Regions from separate parts of the Gossypium hirsutum genome. Here region 1 is linked to region 2. A link is a contact called in public Hi-C data. All regions are on one chromosome and are shown on one strand. Each heading gives the region's core, a stretch centred on a gene start, on an enhancer-like site or on the middle of the called end of the contact. The rest is flanking DNA. Distances are from core to core; before and after follow the strand shown.

The links. Hi-C and Micro-C count contacts between places; a contact is called where the count stands out from the background.
Region 1: a Hi-C map of leaf shows a contact between it and region 2, with 4 times the contacts expected there. The contact joins the promoter of LOC107917789 here to the promoter of LOC107917465 in region 2. A contact is called at or near these places in 5 of 34 Hi-C or Micro-C datasets (hypocotyl and leaf).

Annotation. Positions count from the first base shown.
Region 1 is chrA01:98,056,356-98,060,124 of Gossypium_hirsutum_v2.1, forward strand. LOC107917789 (eukaryotic translation initiation factor 4B2) reads left to right here and starts at 1,465. Exons shown (of 3, transcript XM_016847106.2): 1 at 1,465-3,196. The coding sequence starts at 2,049.
Region 2 is chrA01:97,655,380-97,659,340 of Gossypium_hirsutum_v2.1, forward strand. LOC107917465 (coilin) reads right to left here and starts at 2,406. Exons shown (of 13, transcript XM_041110628.1): 1 at 1,922-2,406; 2 at 1,754-1,818; 3 at 1,386-1,667; 4 at 1,060-1,281; 5 at 787-856; 6 at 362-439. The coding sequence starts at 2,110.

The sequences.
Region 1 (3,769 bases), core at 215-2,714, 400 kb after region 2:
GTTTATCAAGTTTGCCATACTGATATTACATTAAAAGCTTAATGAAGGCTATCACGGAAGTGTTTGGGAAAGTTGTGAACATTGAATACAATACTACAATAAGTAAAGAGGGCGCTTTGAGAGGGTTGCTGCCACCCCTATAGAGTACTCTAATAGGAGTCATGTTTTCCTATTTGAATATTATTATCTAATTAATACTTGTTCGATTGAAACTCTTTTTATTATTTCTATAAATAGAGATTGAGAGCTAGGTCATAACACGTCTCTCATAGTTGATATTCTTTCAAAATATAGAAATATTATTATTTTTCAAATAATTCTATCTTTTGACAAGAATTAGTCTTTCGATTTCTAGCTATTAAGTTTCACACTAAAATTTTTCATCGATTTGCATATAGAGTCCACACTCTGGCAAATCAAGATCAAGGATAGCACAGAAGATTGTGTGGTTGAAAGTTGAGAACAATTTAGTCTGCTTTGTATAAAACACATGTACAATCCAAGTAAATAACTTTATTGCTATAACATCACATTTGGTCAATTTTGAAAGAAAATTTTTAAAATTTCGCTGTGCTCTATTATGTTATTTTCAAACCAAATTTTCCAACATTCCATTTACTATAGAAGTTCCGAGGGAGTTCATTAAAGGAATGTTTCCAATAAAAAAATATTGTTCTTGCATATCCTTATTGGTTTTCCAAATTAATCTTGAGGATTCATATAATTTAGAAGAATATGTGACTGATTCATACACAACATTCCTTTTTTTTATCAACGATCCCACCAATTGATATGTTTCCACAAAGAATTGAAATTCAATTTCTTGCTTTATATCTTCAATTTTTGAAAACTTATAAAGTTTTTCTATTAAGCCCCGATCCATGAACCCACAAAATCTTTCAAATTGTATCTGATTCAACCCAGGTATTGTAGACATTTCCCCATTTTCATCCCTCTGAGCATTTTGAATTTCCTATTTCTCAAAAAAATCCCATTCTTTTTTCATTCTTCATCGAATCCTACGAATCGATCTAATAATGATGGAATTAAATTTCTATTCTGTTTACTGAATCACATGAAATTTTATCTACGAGGCTTTAAGAAGAAATCGATATGGGGCCTTTAAAATAAATAGGGATGGGCCATATAAAGTAGGCTTAGGGGTGCATACAGTCATTAAACAACATCCTACCCGACCTGAGCCCAATCATCAAGTTGTAGCGGTTGTCGAGGGGAATAAGAATAAGGTGTTGAATCAACTTGAGCAGGTTGCAAGGAAAACTATGGCTTATCAAAATAAAAATAAGAACATTAGCATGAAAGAGAGAGCCAAGAACGGGTTAAAAGAAAACAAGCAGAGCACATTAGCCCATCTAAGCCTCTACTTGCTGAATAGGTGTAATCTATTACCCAACAGCTCGATGAATAAAACCGAATGAATAAAAAATTAGATAATAAAGTGAGAAAATAACATAGATTAAATCTTGAATTAAACCGTTAATTTATATCCAAATAAAGAATTAATTTACCTTACTCTTTTCTCCCCAAAGTTTTGAGTAAAATTTAAGTAAAAAAAGAAGAAGAAATCAGAGAAAAGACAAGCTTCTCAACACCGTCCCACCGTAGAAGTCAAATAGCTGAATCTTACATATAGGTGGTACACCTAATAATTATTTCCATTTCCCAATAATTCTTCACCTGTAATCTCTTATTGGACCGTGCATTTCACTTCCCTTCTTGCGCGTCCATCTAGCTTCTAGAAACGCATTGGGTTGTGGGATATTTTTTTCTTACACAAAAGATGGAAATAATAATATGAATAAAGCGTAACGACTAACGACACTAATATAAATAAATAACTGCACCCGCTCTTAATTTCTTAGTGTACAATCGGAGCTCCGGATTCATTAACGGAGCCCCAGCTCAATTATTTCATTTTCCCTCTCTTTTAGATCTCTGTCCCATTTTTTTTTTTTACTTTTTCCCAGATCGCATAGAAAACAAAAATATCACAAAAAGAAAGGGAAATAATATAATCTTTTTCGAAAATGTCGACACCCTGGGGTGGCATCGGCGCGTGGGCCGCCGAGGCCGAGCGAGAAGAAGCGGAGGAACGAGCAGCTGCCGAAGCCGCAGCCACTGCGGCAGCTGTTGCTCCCACGGCTGAATCTCAGAGTTTCCCTAGCCTAAAAGAAGCCGTTAGCGCGAAACCCAAGAAGAAGAAAATGACTCTCTCGGAGTTTAACATGGGGACTTACTCGTCATCCGGCGGGGGTGGACTTGGCAGTGCTAGGGTAACGGAAAACAATAAGCTGACACCCGAAGAGATGATGCTCCTCCCTATCCGACCCAAAGAACGTTCCACCGAGGAATTGCAGTTTGGCCGTCTCGGAGGTGGGTTTTCGTCCTACGGGAGGTCGGGTCCACCTGCGGATCGGGTTATGCGTGACCGTGAAGACAGCGATGGATCGTGGGGCTCCGGAAGGAGGCAGCAGGGGGGGTTTAATGAAGAACGGCGGGGTCCGCCTTCTAGGGTTTCTGATTACGATCAACCGTCGCGTGCCGATGAGGTGGACAATTGGGCAAATGCAAAAAAAGCAAGTCCTTCACTGGATTTGGGCAGGCAAAATCGATACGGTGGGCTTGGAACTGGAGGAGGTGGTGGATTCTCTAAGGCCGATGAGTCTGATAATTGGACGGCTCTAAAACGGTCAATTCCATCTCGATCTTCGACGTTTGGTTCAGGTTTCCTTGACTCGGGACCAGAGCCTGATAGATGGTCCCGAGGTGGGGGTGGAGGTGGAATTAGAGAGGAAAGGCCTAGATTAGTTTTGGATCCACCGCGAGGGGATGTGAATGAGCTTGTGGTTAAGACAAATAAGTCGAATCCTTTTGGGGCAGCGAGGCCCAGGGAAGAGGTGCTAGCGGAGAAAGGATTGGATTGGAAGAAGCTGGACTCTGAAATTGAAGCAAAGAAGGAAACTAGTAGGCCTACCAGCGCCCACTCCAGCAGGCCATCGAGTGCACAATCGAGCAGGTCCGAAGGTCCCCTGCAGCAAGCGATTGAAAATGTCGTTAAGCCGAGGCCTAAGGTCAATCCGTTTGGTGATGCTAAGCCTAGAGAAGTTTTGCTGGAAGGCCGAGGTCAGGACCGGCGGAAGATTGATCTTGAATTAGACCGTCGCAGGATAGACAGGTTCCATTTCATTTCTTTAAGTATTTTGTTCATAATTTATTGCAAAATGCCCATAGTTGGACTTTTTCTGTATTGATATTGATATGTTTTCTCTAATGTTGTTGTTAATGATGGTTTCAAATTGCTTAGCGTATTTGCTTCAATAAATTGCCTTGGCAGTTAGCACATTGCCGTCATTACTGATTGTTTTATACTCAATAATCAGTGGGTATATTATGTCGTCAGTAAGCAGTCCTTTATTGCTAACACATTTAAGTTGACGTACGACAGTTCAAATATCATATTATGAATTGTATTTGATTGTTTTGGTGGTTGCTCTATTTTTTCTTGAACCTCTGAATAATTGCGTTCATGTTAAGATTGTTTTCTTGAACTAAATGTGGCATGTGAATTTTTCCAATATCATAGCATTCCTCTCTGATTGCTTCCTTCCAGTAGTTTGTGCAATGCATGTATTCAGATGTTTTAGGGTCTGTGTGATTTTTTTTCCTTTGTTTCTGGGGCGGGGGGAGATGAGTTCTATCTTTATCATACAGAACATAACTGATCTGTTCAGTATGTCAGAAAGCTGGT
Region 2 (3,961 bases), core at 1,156-3,655:
AGTTTACAAAATTTATGGCTTACCAAACAGTGTAAGAAATATTGCACTCATGTCTGCATGCATTCACATACTAGAATACATAAAGCTGCAACCTTTAATGTTCACCTTACTATAATAAACAAGGAGAAATCACACTAACTCTCAATTGCATCCATGTACAATTTGCTTATAAGCATCTAAAAGTGAAAAAAAAAAGTGTATATTATTACTCAGTCATCTATGATAAACAAAAGAAACACTGCATTGTCAACTTTAATAATTTATGTGTAAGCATTATTTCTTTATTGCTAGAACTGCTTATCTGAATCTTGGCCTTAAAAGGTCCAAAATAACTTAACAGTTTTTCTAAAGAGTAAATTACCTTTTCCTTTACAAGTTTGGCCTGCTCCCTCAACCATCGCCTTTTAGCCTTTTTACGTCGGGCACTTCTGCTAGGGAGCTGCACAATAAGAAATTAAATAGAAGGTTTGCTTGTGTTAGAATTTGAATATGGAAAAAGCAATAAACCATTAAGATTGGTTGACAAACTGAAATATATGAAAATAAAATTCTAAATTCCATGCCAAGAGCATCAACCATCAACATCAAACTATGTTATGTGACATGGATATGTGTGTTAGGTAGATGCATGGCTCAGGTTTATTGCTTCTACTAACAATGACGTTCTCTTCATGGACACAACACAACTTCATAAACCATTTTTCCAAGAAATAAGATACCATCTCGGACATCAATGAATCTTATTAGAAACTAATGATTCATTCCATTCAAAACAATAATGTTAACCTTTTTAACTTCAGTAGTTGTAATAAGTTCATCAGCACTCCCTTTACCAGTGTTTTGAAGCTGGGAAGACCTATAATACAGAAGCAAGCAAATGAAGAAATACCCTTCCACAAGGCAAATATAAGAGAAGCAATGACAAGGAAAATAAAAAGGGTTAATTTTGCACAAAAGGTGAACCAAAACCAAATTGAGGGATTTAAAACTCCAGACAATATTTTCAATCTTTCTCTCTTACAATATGTTGTAATCACCTACATTCAAGATAAATGTTACCTCCCCAGATTGGTTTTGTTATCACCAGTTTCATCAATTTCAGGGCTGCTTGAATTCTCTGGTTCTCCCTGAATGTCAGCTGGCTTGTCCTTACCAACAACCTTGTCATTGGTGGAAACCTTTTTTTTATGAGAGCTTTTGCTTTTCCTTGGACGAACATCAATTCCATCATCTCCAGAAACCGGATATTTTTTAGCAGTAGCCAATTTGCTTTTCTTCTTCCTGAAGGTAAATGTAATTAAAGATAATAAGCAATTACCAGTGTAACTACTTAACAAACCAAGTAAAAGAAGAAGGTTTAATGAAAATTGTATGAAGTAAATTACCTAGAGCTCGGAAGTTTATCCCGTGCCTTTCTTTTCTTTGAAACCATGTTTTCAATTGGTGTGCTTTCAACTTGTGCTCGATCCTCCAATGGCGCAAGTTCTTGCTCATCTTCTTCCAGTTCGCTTTTGTATCCCCTGGTTTCCTTATCAAACTCCTCATTGGCTAGATGCTTGACGCCGGTATTAACGGGCAGTCGCTCCATTGTTTCCAATTCTTCCAAATAATTCATACCATTTCCAGCCTTAATAATCTCGGTCGATTTCCCTCCTTTCATCTTCACACTGTTTTCATAGTTAAAATTTAGAAATGCAGAACAAAACACACACATTTTACAAAAGAAAAAAGAAGACGATTTGCATATACTAACCTGACAATATCTTTATCTTTTAAAATACAAGTTGGCTCGAAAGGTGGCAAAACAAAGCCATCCATCTGCAATGAAAAATCAATGGCATAACATAGCACCAATATATATATATATATATATTAGGGCATGACGGGTGCGAGAGGGAAAGAGAGAGGTAGAGAGACATACGGAGAGTATGAGGCCATTAGGGCAAGACTTTTGGAGGTCGAAAATGTGGAGAAGATCGGAGGAAAGATCGAAGATGGTTTGATGTTGGGGTTTAAGGATAAACCAGCTTCGCTTTAGGCCTTGTTGCTTCTGAGACTTGCTGAGAATGTTCGGATCCTCGAACACCAAACGGAGCCTTGCCGTCTCCATTTTCGAAGTCTGAGGAAATTTGAAGAAAACCCAAAGGTGAACTTTGTTATTTGGCCTTCGTTTCGTTTCATAAACCCTCTGCCGGGGTTTCGTGGTTACTCTACTGTGACTGTGAGTTAGAGACCGTCGACCGTCGAGTCATGATGACTCACCAGCTGTCTGGGTGCGCTCAAAAGGCTTTGGGCCGGATGGTTGCTCCTGGATTAATTCCTTTTCGTTGGGCTAAAACTCGATATTCGAACTACAGGCCACAAAGCAGCGGGTGCGATATTTGACAAATTGGTTTGATTGATTCTAGGTTGGAAAGTTACCCAATAATCGAATTTATGTGTAATGATTTATAATTATACAAGAGTGAAATATTTGGACTGTAATTAATTAATCTTATTTATAATTAGAATATTTAATCATACTTTCTAATTACTAGGAGAGAGAGTAAAAATTAGAGTAATCGTAATTATACTTAAATTTAATTTTAAAATTATTTTTATATAAATTATAAAAATTATATTATAAATATGAGTAAGTATAAGTGGACTAGTTATGGTAAAATAATTTCTTATATTATAATTTTTTTTAGTTATGATAAAAAAGTTTATTATAAAAACAATTTACATATTATAAAAGTGTTATAAAATATTTATTTATAAAAAATTATGGTTAAGAAGTATTGGCATAATTTATGTATATTTTCATGTTATATATATTATAAAAATAATATACTTATTCATAAAAAAAATATTATTTTTTATCACCACCTATTTATAAATAAAACCTTTCTAAAGTTACAACAAAAAAATATATTATTTGTAGGAAGTGTTATGAAACTTATTTAACAATTTGTAAAACCATTATTATAAAAGTTATATATTATAAATTTTATATTTATTTACCTAATTTATGTATTATAAAAAAAGATAGAACCTAGTATAATTTTTTTCCAATTTAAGTTTATATAAGCTTTTATAATAAAAGTTACAAATTACTTAGATTTTGAACTCAAATATTATAAGATCAATATTGACTATACAATTACAAAAGGTTTTCTTGCACCATATCGTAGGGTTATAATACCATTTGAGAGAATGGTGTAAGACACAAGTATTATAGACAACTCCTAAACTCTTAAATTTGAGACATTCAATGTTTCGAAAAATGGTTGAGAAGACATTTGTTGTTTTTAAAAAAAATATTCCCTATATTAACAACATTATCTTAGTATAGTATAAAAAAATAAGGTTGGATCGTATTAGGATGGTGCATATTTAACTTCAATGATAGGTGAAATTGAGATAATCTATACTTCAAGGGTATATTAAAGAAGGATATCTTAATGATCTTAATTATGCATATTCAAATGATAATGATAATGATAATGAAATCAGTTAAGAACCAATAGATGATGATAAGGGGAATATGTTAAATATTAAAGAGGAAATAACTCAACAAATATTCACTAAAACGATTAGATAAAATTATATATGATGTTTATTTTTATTTTTATTATTAGCAATCGTATTATCAATTACTTTTTTAGACTAACATATTACATTTGATGATATGATTTTAATTTTTGTTACTTTTTTAGAAATAATTTTTATCATAATAATAATTTTTTATAGTAATTTATATTTTAAAAATATATATATAAATTATGTAACTGTATAATTAGAATTTATACTACCAAACATGACATCGGAATTACAATATAATTACACTCTGTCAGCCAAACATGCCTAGTGAATTACAATCTTTGTAATTATAAGAGAGTGTAATTACACTTTCATTCAATTACTTTGTGTTGTCCAAACAGACCGTAAGGTTAGCTACACCCAAGATCAATCTAATATA